Linked DNA regions of Sus scrofa: region 2 is linked to region 1. A link is a contact called in public Hi-C data. All regions are on one chromosome and are shown on one strand. The core of a region is the stretch at or near the end of the contact, and the rest is flanking DNA. Distances in the headings are between cores, read along the strand shown. Region 1 holds the start of F2 (coagulation factor II, thrombin). Region 2 overlaps ARHGAP1 (rho GTPase-activating protein 1).

Region 1 (4,884 bases), core at 1,705-4,204:
GGATAAAAAAATTAAAAAGGTCCTTCTAATCTGGCCCTGATCTACCTGTGCTGGTATCTTAGCTCCTCATGCCTCAAGGCCTTTGAACATACTCTTCTTTCCTTTGCCTTAAATGCTTTCCTGTTTATTCAACAGTGCATCCCACAAATCCAGGTAGAACTCTCCTTCTTCTGGAGAGCTGTCCTTGACTCGGCCCGCAAATAAAACGCTCCCTCTCCTAGAATGCTCTCGTCCCCTGGATCAGAACTTTCCCATCAATTACTTTGATGTTTTGTATTTTTATTTTCCTATGAAACTGCCGTCTCCCTGATTCTTTTAAAATCCCCAACACTCGCCTTAGTCCTTGATACACAGCAGGGGCTTAGTTAAATGTCTACTGAATAACTTATATAACAAATGAAAGTATGGCCAGTGATTCACGGAGTTCCACTAGTGGGGCCTAATGTTATACTAAAGGTGTGTCCAGGATGCTGTGGAAGAGGGCGGATGCACCTTGAAGGCTCAGCAAGGTGGTGGCATTTGAACTAGCTCTCGAAGGATAGGGAGGTTTTCAGCAGGGCAATGATGATTACGCCAGGGGAAGATGACAATGTAAGCAGGGGCCAGGAGATAGAAACATCTAGGCCTGTTTAGAGAAGTGCTTGCTGTCAGCAAGCTGGGGGTCTGGGTGCAGAGTTAGTGCAATGGGAGCTAAAGCTAAAAGGGAAGGTAAAGGCCAGAACCTGCTAAATTCACCAGGCTAAGAAGTAAGAAGCCTGTGCTCTGTTCTGGGGGCAGTGGGGAGCCCCTCAAGGCTTTGGAGAATGAATGTGACATCACTGGAGCTCTGCCTCGGGCACACGGGGAAGACTGCCTGGCATATGTAGGGTTTGGATGAGAGTGAAGCCTTAAAATCATCATTCATTACCCATTCATTAATTAGTTTCTCCAACATTAATCATCTTCCTGTCAGGCACAGAGCCAGGTGCAAAGATATATCCTGGACCTCAGGACCAGAATGGCAATGTCAGATGCCAGAGGCCACCACCCTTGGGCCACAACTCCTCACCCACCCCTACTGTGCTCTTTTCCAAGGCTATCCCCTCATATCCTGTCCCCCCAACCCCCATGTCAGTTCCTTACCTTCCAGACATTCAACCAGCTTTTCTCGAGATTTCCTCACTGACTCACAAGCTGGAAAAGACCCAGAAAAACCACTGAGATCAAGGCAGAGACAGGATGGGTTCAAGCGAAGGGTAGATGGGATGACATTCAGAAACAGAGATGGGCAGATAGATAGAAGGGAGAGACCTGGGTGGAGGCAGGGATGCCTGGATGGACCAGAAGGGTCTCAGGGACGGAGCATTCTCTCTCTGGGGTCCCCAGACTCCCTTCTTGGAGCAAACCCTTCCCAGTGCTCACCTGTGTACTTGGCCCAGAATGCATCCTGAAAAACAAGGGCTGAGAGTGAGGCTGTGGCAGGATCCTGCTTTGTTTTTTTAGTAAACTTTCTGCCTTCTTAGACCATCCTCTTTCCCTTACCCTGGTCACGCAGGGCTGGCTCTGGGGAGGTTGTGGCAGAGTTTCCTAATTTTTTTCCCAAAAACCCAAGTATTTGAGGAGAGAGGAGCCCCCCATCTTCTGTTGGCCAAGGCTGAAAGGGAATCTCCTGGTGGGGGTGGACTGGAGGAGAGGGGCCCAGGCAGAGCCTCCGGGAAGGGGAAGCTGGTCTCTGGGCCTGACCAGACACCCACCTCCCAAGGGGGCACACAAGTCACAGCAAAACTAAAGCTGGAGTTCCCGTCGTGGCTCAGTGGTTAATGAATCCGACTAGGAACCATGAGGTTGCAGGTTCAATCCCTGGCCTTGCTCAGTGGGTTAAGGATCTGGCGTTGCCGTGAGCTGTGGTGTAGGTTGCAGATTCGGCTTGGATCTCGCGGTGCTGTGGCTCAGGTGTAGGCCGGGGGCTACAGCTCCAATTCGACCCCTGGCCTAGGAACCTCCATATGCCACGGGAGCGGCCCTAGAAAAGACAAAAAGACAAAAACAAAAACAAAACAAAACAAACACTAAAGTTGATAGGCTACGTGTCCAGGACTGGGGGCTCTAGTGACCCCAACATAGACAGATGTTTGAAGACCGGGGAGGACCCCTGACATGCTGAAGCCTCACCAGACCCCAGGACCCTGACACAGCCCAAGTGACAGGGCCTCCCAGAGGCTGAGCTGCTCATCATGGCAGCCCAGTGAAACAGGGCCCAGAGATGAAGATAAGAGCTGCCAGGTTCCGCACCCCCCTCCTTTGTGCTCTTGCAGCTGGGGTCTCCCTCTCGGGGGAGCTCACCGTTTCACTGGGAGACTCCAGGGCCTCGTAGGCCTCCTCGCGGCTGCACTGCTCCTCCACGCACTCTCGCTCCAGGTTGCCCTTCCGCATCTCCTCGAAGAAGCCGCTGTTAGCGCGTCGGGCCCGCTGGAGCAGCGACAGTGCTTGCTGAGGGGCCATGAACACTGCGGGAGGAGGGGCGTGGGACAGTGGCCTCTGGGAGCCAGGTTGTCTTGGCCACCATGGGGGCAGGAAGCAAGCCTGGCCTGCCTGCTGGCTTCCAAAAGGGAGATTCTGGGATGGCGGCTGCCCCCCAGAGGCTGCTAACAGCAGCCCACTAGCACCCCTCCTTTCACAGGTCAGCCCCAGCCCTCTCCCGGTATTGCAAGAGGAGAAGCAGTCCCTGTCTGTCCAGCCCTGAGCACCCGGCTCCTTCCCTCAGCTGGACACCGTGAGCTGAGACCCGGCTGGGGGCCGGCGCCGTGTTCTTTGTCGAGCCAGGAGACCCCAGCCCCCTGGCCCACATCCCAGTCTGCCGGTCTGTCCCAGCTTCCAGGCCCCCCTTACCATGCTGGCTGTGCACAAGGCTAACGAGGACAGCCAGGGCCAAGCAGCCAGGAAGCCACAGGCCTCCGACGTGCGCCATAGTGTGTCGGCTCCCAGGACTCTGAGGGCTTTTCCTGACCCCTCTGGGTTAATGTTGAACTAACATGAAGAAATCAGCTGGGAGACAGAGGTCAGCGGGTCAGGGCCATGGGGACAAGTGGATAGATAGTTCACTCCCGCCACCTGGGAGGACAGGTCCTCCTGGGACCAGGGATGGATGGTCTGGGACGGAGTCGTGTAGCAAAGATCAACGTAACCACCATTGTCCAGCCCCTCCCTCCCGGAGGCACGGGCCAACCTAGGCCAGTGGGGTCACGAGCTCTTCCCAAGTCTCCTTCCAATCCTAACACATGCACAGGTGGTGGTTGCTTTGATCCCTGTGGGCCTCGGTTTCCTCATCTGTAAAATGGGATGAGTATCTTATTGTGAGGACTAAAGGAGATTATAAATACATAGCAAGAGCTTAATAATCATCTACATGGATGTAAACCAGCGAGGAGGTATGTGTCATCACCACGCACAGATGTGAGAAAACAGAGGCAAGGGAGCAGCCAGCTGAGAGCTGCTACCTTGTCCCAGGTCACACTGGGCTGGACCTTGGCCCCAGCCTCTCCGCCCTGATGAGGGTCCCATTTCCCCTCTTCCTCGTCTGGAAGCCCTGGAGGCATGTTTGTGAGTGCTGGTTGCCTAAGAGGAGGAGCCAGGCCCAGGGCCTCTCTGGCTTCTGGTCTGCTTTCTCTCCCAGGACTTGCGGCCTGCCCCGGAGTAGGTATATGACTGTCTGCCTGGGGCCAGACCTGGAGTGGCTACTGGTCCCACACTACTCCTTGCCCAGCTCTGCTCCCATCTCTCCCCCACTTCCTGTTTGCAGTATGAAAGGTAAATATTAGTCCTGGGTCGAACTGGGACAAAGGGCCAAAGAGCAGGAACACAGGGAGTACAGGTTCTTGTCCTGCAGTCCCTTGGGCCTGGCTGTTCAGGGTCTGGGCCTCGGTCATGTACAATCTGGGAAGACCACAGGGAGGGGCCTGGTGCAAAACAGGGGAGAGGGTTGGCAGAGAACTGGGGGCCAGGAACCCCACAAATCAGCTTAATTCCTGGGTGGTCTACTTCATATATATATATCCATTCCTACTTTTCAATTTTTTTTTTTTTTTTTTTAGTGTCGCACCCCGTGGCACATGGAAGTTACCAGGCTAGGGGTTGAGTCAGAGCTTCAGCTGCCAGCCTACACCATAGCCACAGCAACACCAGATCAGAGCCATGTTTGAGGCCTACACCATAGCTCATGGCCACATCGGATCCTTAACCCACTGAGTGAGGCCGGGGATCAAATTCGTATCCTGTCAGGTTCCTTACCACTGAGCCACAACAGGAACTTCTCAGTATGTTTTTTAAATTGATGTTCAGCTTATATACAGTAATGCTTAAACAACTCCTAAGTGTTTAACTGAAAATTTTATGCATACACCCATGTAACCACCACCAGATCAAGAAAGGGAACATTTCCAGCCCCCAGCAGACTCTTCTGAGTCTGAAATAACTGCGATTCTAACCTACTTTGTTTTTTTTTGTTTTTTTTTTTTGTCTTTTTGCCTTTTCTAGGGCTGCTCCCACGGCATATGGAGGTTCCCAGGCTAGGGGTCTAATTGGAGCTGTAGCCAAAGGCCTATGCCAGAGCCACAGCAACTAGGGATCCGAGCCGCATCTGGAATCTACACCACAGCTCACAGCAACGCCAGATCCTTAACCCACTGAGCATGGCCAGGGATTGAACCCGCAACCTCATGGTTCCTAGTCGGATTCGTTAACCACTGAGCCACAACGGGAACTCCTGTTTTTTTTTTTTTTTTGGTTTTTTTTTTTTTTTTTTTGTCTTTTTGCTTTTTGTAGGGCCGCTCCCGCGGCATATGGAGGTTCCCAGGCTAGGGGCTAACCTACTTTGGAACTTCATATAACTGGAAACTAGCAGCATAT
Region 2 (4,836 bases), core at 305-2,804, 36 kb after region 1:
CACTCACAACCCCACTTACTGGGGAGCTTCGTGGATCTATTTGGTCTCTCCGCCCCTCCCCCCACTGGTCTTTACCCCGGGGTAGGGGGCTCATACTGTGAATCAAGTGTTCACATTCACACTTAGTGACTTCCTTGGCACCAATCATGTATTTCACCTTTGCACTTTTTATATTTCAATAAAAAAGGAGTTCAAAACTACCCATCTGGCTGTTAAGGAAGTACATGGAGGCTCAGAACTGGGTGGGAGGTGTGTGGTTGCGGAGGAGCAGATGGGGCCTCAGGAAGTCGCCTCCCCAGTCCACATCACCCCTTCCTCATCCTGCTCACTCTTGAGCGGTATTAAGTCAGGGACTGAACCTATGCTATAGCAGTGACCCAACCCACGGCAGTGAACACTGGATCCTTAACACAGTGAACTGTGGTGGACCAGCAGGGGCTTTAGGGTCAGACCAGGGTTTGAATCCTCATTCCCTCACTTACCACCAGCTCTAACTGGCAACTGTCATGTAATCTCTGAGACTGATTTTTCATGTCTCTAAAGATCAGAAATACACCTGCCTGTCCCTACGTGCAGGGGATGGATTCTAGCCACCCCCCACCCCAGCACACGATACCCAAATCCAAGGATGCTCAAGTCCCTTATGTTGTAGTATCTGCAATGTAACCTACGCACATCCTCTCTTTAAATCGTTTCTAGATTACTTATCTAACACAGTGTAAATGCCATGGAAATACTGCCAGCATGCAACAAATACAAGTTTTGCTTCTTGGAACTTCCTGGCATTTTTTTTTCCCAAATATTTTTTCTTTTCCTCCGAGGTTGGGGGAGCTCTCGGATGTAGAACCTACAACTGTGAGGGCCAACTGTAAAGTCTACGCTGTAACAGAATAGGTGCCCACTGGGAACTAGAATGATGGTCATTTCATAGATGAGCCAGGGTAGCAATCTGACCTCACCTCCTAACCATTCTGGACCTCCTCATCCTCCCCCCAGCCTGACAGCCTCGGCTGTTTCCACCTGCCACCTAGTCCCATGGAGGCTATGGAGGATCCAGCTTTCCTTTCTTCTCCTGAGCATGCTTTGCTTTGCTTTAAAGGGTTAAGATGGTAACATTTCCATGTATTTTACCACAAGTTTAAAAAGTGGTTTGTCACAGGGCGGGTAGGCCAAAATTTCAGTGGGCACAGTTGTCAAGTTCCAGCTGTTTGCCTGCTGACTGCAATCGGGAGGCTCTAAAGGCACCAGTCAGGCCTGTTCTTTTTTCTCCTCTTTGCTTGTTTGGGCTGGGGAAGCCCAGACCAAAGCTGCAGGATCAAGTGGTGCTAACACAATGGTTACGTACACAGGCACTGAGCCCCCAAAAGCCAGTCCTGCTGCGCAACTGTGACCATCGTCCAGGTAGCTCAGAGAGAAGGTGGCCTGTCTCCCTGGCTCTGCTCAGCTCTAGCTGGGGACTGTTTAGAACAGAGGGGCAGTGACCCTGGGAAATGAGATGGGGCTCTCGGGAGAGCTGTTTACTCGGGCTGGATTCCTGGCAGGGCCTCTGCAGAGTGACTCAAAAGCCAGTTTACCCTCGCCTTGGCAACAGTAAGTCTCTGGGGGCAGAGTGTAGGGACACGGCTTAAAGGGGCAGAACACGTCAGACATGAGGCAACTAAACACTGTGCTTTTGGGGGACCTCGACTGAAGGTGAGGACTCTGAGGACAATCTTTCAACCATTTCTGACCCAGGGGTTGGGTGCACAGTCAGGTATAACGGTCGACGTCAATATGCAGTTCACTAACGAGCCAAGACTCCCAGGACCCATAAAGGCAGCAGTGGGCAGGCCCATTCTTTTCAGCCCCAGGTTTGGGCTGAATTTAGAATTTTCTTTTTTGGCCATACCTGTGGCATGCAGAAGTTCCTGGGCCAGAGATGGAAACCATGCCACAGCAGTGACCTGATCCACTGCCAAGACACTGTCAGATCCCTAAGCTGCTGAGCCACAGAACTCCTGAATTAAGAATTTTCTAACTGGCCCTCTTCTGCCCTGGGGCCTGGCTTCAGCCTGAAGGGCGTGGGAGGCAACCAAGACAGCACTTGCCCAGGCCTGTCAGCCTCTGGTCTCTAGAACCACCTCTGTCTCTGTCTCCAGTTCCACCTTCCACTCCCTCCCCCCTGCCCCCCATCTCCCTCCAAACCAGGAAGAAGGAGCTGGCTTTGCCAGGGCTGACACCTGTCGAGGAAGCCCCCAGGGGGCTCTTCTACTTCTCCTGGATCCTCAGAGACCAGCCCGGTGCCCTGGCTCGAGCTGTCTGTCAGATCAGGGCAGCTAAGCAAACTGCACAGGCCCTGAACTTCCCCCGTTCCTTCACCCAGTCTCTTCCCTTCTGTTGGGTTTGCTCAGTCACAACCCCTCACACCAGATCAGCAAACATCCCCGGCAGCCTGGGGAGTGCCCCACCCCCTGCCCGGCCTCTGCAGAGACCTGCCAGTTGTCCTTCCCTCTGAGCCAAAGGCTGCAGCCGCCCAGGGTGAGAGGTGAGCCGTGCTGTGGGAGGAGAGAGAGCTGAAGGTAATGGCCTACCTACCGTTCTGAGGATTTTACTATGGGCCTCTTCACACATTCACGTCTACTTCAGATGCATCACGTCACTGAGTACTCACACACAACCCCTGAAATGAGAACACTACAGCCAAGGCAAAGGAGGCTCTAGGAGGTTTCCTGACCAGCCCAAGGTCCCAAGACTCCAAACAGCCTGCCTGGCTCCGAAGCCTCGCTGTGCTTCACGGGGCCCGCTCTTCCTTCCATGGAGCCTGCTGGCAACCCGGGCCTGCACAGAAGTGGGAGAAAGTGGGCTAGGTTTTTAGACAACTTGCAGGACAGGACGCTGTAAAGTACAGAAAAAGTTTATTGGAAATCTCCTGAATACATTTTAAAGTATAGCTCAATATTTCCAAATAAAGTCGGCTGGAGGACGGGGAGGGGCTCTCCCCACCTGGAGACACGACTGGTCCCAGCCCTGTCCCGGGGGTGCTGCGCAAGTCAGTCTAGGGCTCATACCTTTCACTGTACAGGGCTGAGGGGCAAGGGCCGGCCTTGACAGTTGCTCTGCTCCTCCCAGGCTCAGCTCAAAGTCAGGGCTCAGTCTCCCTGGCCTCTCACTGATGGGATCCTGAAGAAAGGCTGCTGCCTGCAGAGGCCCACAATTAGAGACACAGAGGGAAACGAAGAGGCCTTGGAAGGAGGGCAGCAGCTGAGATACTGGGGTGGGGGTGGGGAGCAATCAGGAACTTACCAGGGCCTTCACCCTTCTCAGTTCTAGGGCCTTGGGGGTGAACCTGGACTGGTTTATCAGGCCATGAGCGTGTTCTGGCCCAAAGATAGGAGGGCCAGCTGAATGCTGATACTGGGAATATTTCTTTGTGGCAGGAAAATGTGTGCACAGGGGCAGGGCTTGGCCCGAGACAGTGTCGGAGCTGACCCCAGCCCTGAGATCAGCCTTTTTGGCTGTCACATGCACTTACTAATAAACAAATGAGGGCCACCTGCTCCGCTGCAGAACAGCTGCTGCCAATGAACACCCCAGGTGGGCCAGGAGGAGTGGGGTGGGCCTAGTTCTCCTCGGCCGGAGCTACAGTTTAGGGAGTGAGGAACAGATGGTCAGTGGGCAAGGCCAGGCCCTCAACTTCCTCAAGTAATAATACCTGGAGAGTTAACTCAACCGTATGCCCAGCTTTGGTTTCTAACAAGGAGCCAATCCAACTAGCAAACCTCAGGGCAGCATCCAGACCCTGGGGATAAAGACAGGTGGGGGCCAGGCTCAGGCAGAAGGAAGAAAAGGCCTGTAACTCAGCCTCTAGAAACAGGAACAAGGAAGGGGTGCCTGTCTGGCCTTCCCTGGGACACTGTGCCTCTTGGGCTCTACATGTGGCACAACTCTGGGGAGTCATCACGTCTTGCACCCAAGACTTCCTGGGCTGCCAGAACAGAGCCAGTCTCTCTGGAGAAGCTAGGAGATTCAAGGTTCTCCCAGGAGCATGTACATGTCCAAGGCAGAGCCTGTTTTCAGTTCAAATGCAGCAATTCTGGGAGGTTCTGTTGCCCTCAGATAGCCCCGGTCTTGGATCCCACCTTATATGTACATGGGAAGGCAGGTCCTCAGAGCAGCAGCCCGGAGTCTGAGGAACCTCCACAGGAGGAGGGGCTGCCCCCCCCGAAGAGGCCCTCCACCTTCCTCAAGTGAAAACATCTAACCTCAAACATATTTTCTCTATAAAATAGCTGATTTCTCTGAAAGTAATAAATATTCACCGTGTTCTATAGCCAAGGAGCAGCAACAGGGGAAGGGAGGAGAGGAAAGAGAAGGAGCTTTGCCATGACGCCAATGACGGAATCCTAGAGACTTAGGATTTTGCTTCCACGCAGCTGAGCAGGCAGCCGCCAGGGCTGCTCGGATGGGCTGGCACAGCCTTGAAGGGTGGGAATGGCTGACTTCAGAGTTCTCATCACCTTGGGCAGGAGGCCTGCCATATTATGAAAAACACAGGCAAGGGGTGGGGGGCGGGGGTGGGTAGGAAAATACCAGAATTAAAGGAGAAAAAGACCCTGAAGGAGAGCTTCCTTCCTCCTCCCAGCACTCTCTCCATCCTACTCCTGCCTCCACACCAGCCTCTGGGCTACCAGCTGGAATGTCAGACGGTTGATGGTGATGGCGGGCAGCCAAGGGGCCAGCTGCAGGGCAAACCCAGGGCAGGGGGCCGGAGGGAGGAGCAGGATGACAGCCTTGGTGAGCAGTTGCTGAGGGCGATGTAAGCAGAGGGCCCTGTGGAGGGAGGCCAGAGGGAGAGTC

The links. A called contact is a pair of places that touch in the nucleus more often than the background predicts.
Region 2: a Hi-C map of skeletal muscle shows a contact between it and region 1, with 2.0 times the contacts expected there. The contact joins the enhancer-like site here to the promoter of F2 in region 1. A contact is called at or near these places in 1 of 5 promoter capture datasets (liver), 6 of 47 Hi-C or Micro-C datasets (embryonic fibroblasts, liver and skeletal muscle) and 1 of 2 datasets of contacts at active chromatin or transcription factors (skeletal muscle).

Annotation. Positions count from the first base shown.
Region 1 is chr2:15,816,169-15,821,052 of Sscrofa11.1, forward strand. F2 (coagulation factor II, thrombin) reads right to left here and starts at 2,955. Exons shown (of 14, transcript NM_001122985.1): 1 at 2,869-2,955; 2 at 2,323-2,486; 3 at 1,402-1,426; 4 at 1,123-1,173. The coding sequence starts at 2,947.
Region 2 is chr2:15,853,982-15,858,817 of Sscrofa11.1, forward strand. It overlaps ARHGAP1 (rho GTPase-activating protein 1), which reads left to right. Exons shown (of 13, transcript XM_003122825.5): 13 at 1-200. It overlaps ATG13 (autophagy-related protein 13), which reads right to left. Exons shown (of 17, transcript XM_005660949.3): 17 at 2,878-4,836. Among named protein-coding and RNA genes, the nearest start is that of ZNF408, 22 kb to the left of the region's middle. Within about 2 kb of position 1,555, at least 48 of the 83 cell types and tissues checked have an H3K27ac peak or open chromatin away from gene starts, as enhancers often do. A contact at or near this core is called in embryonic fibroblasts, liver and skeletal muscle, where this site is marked.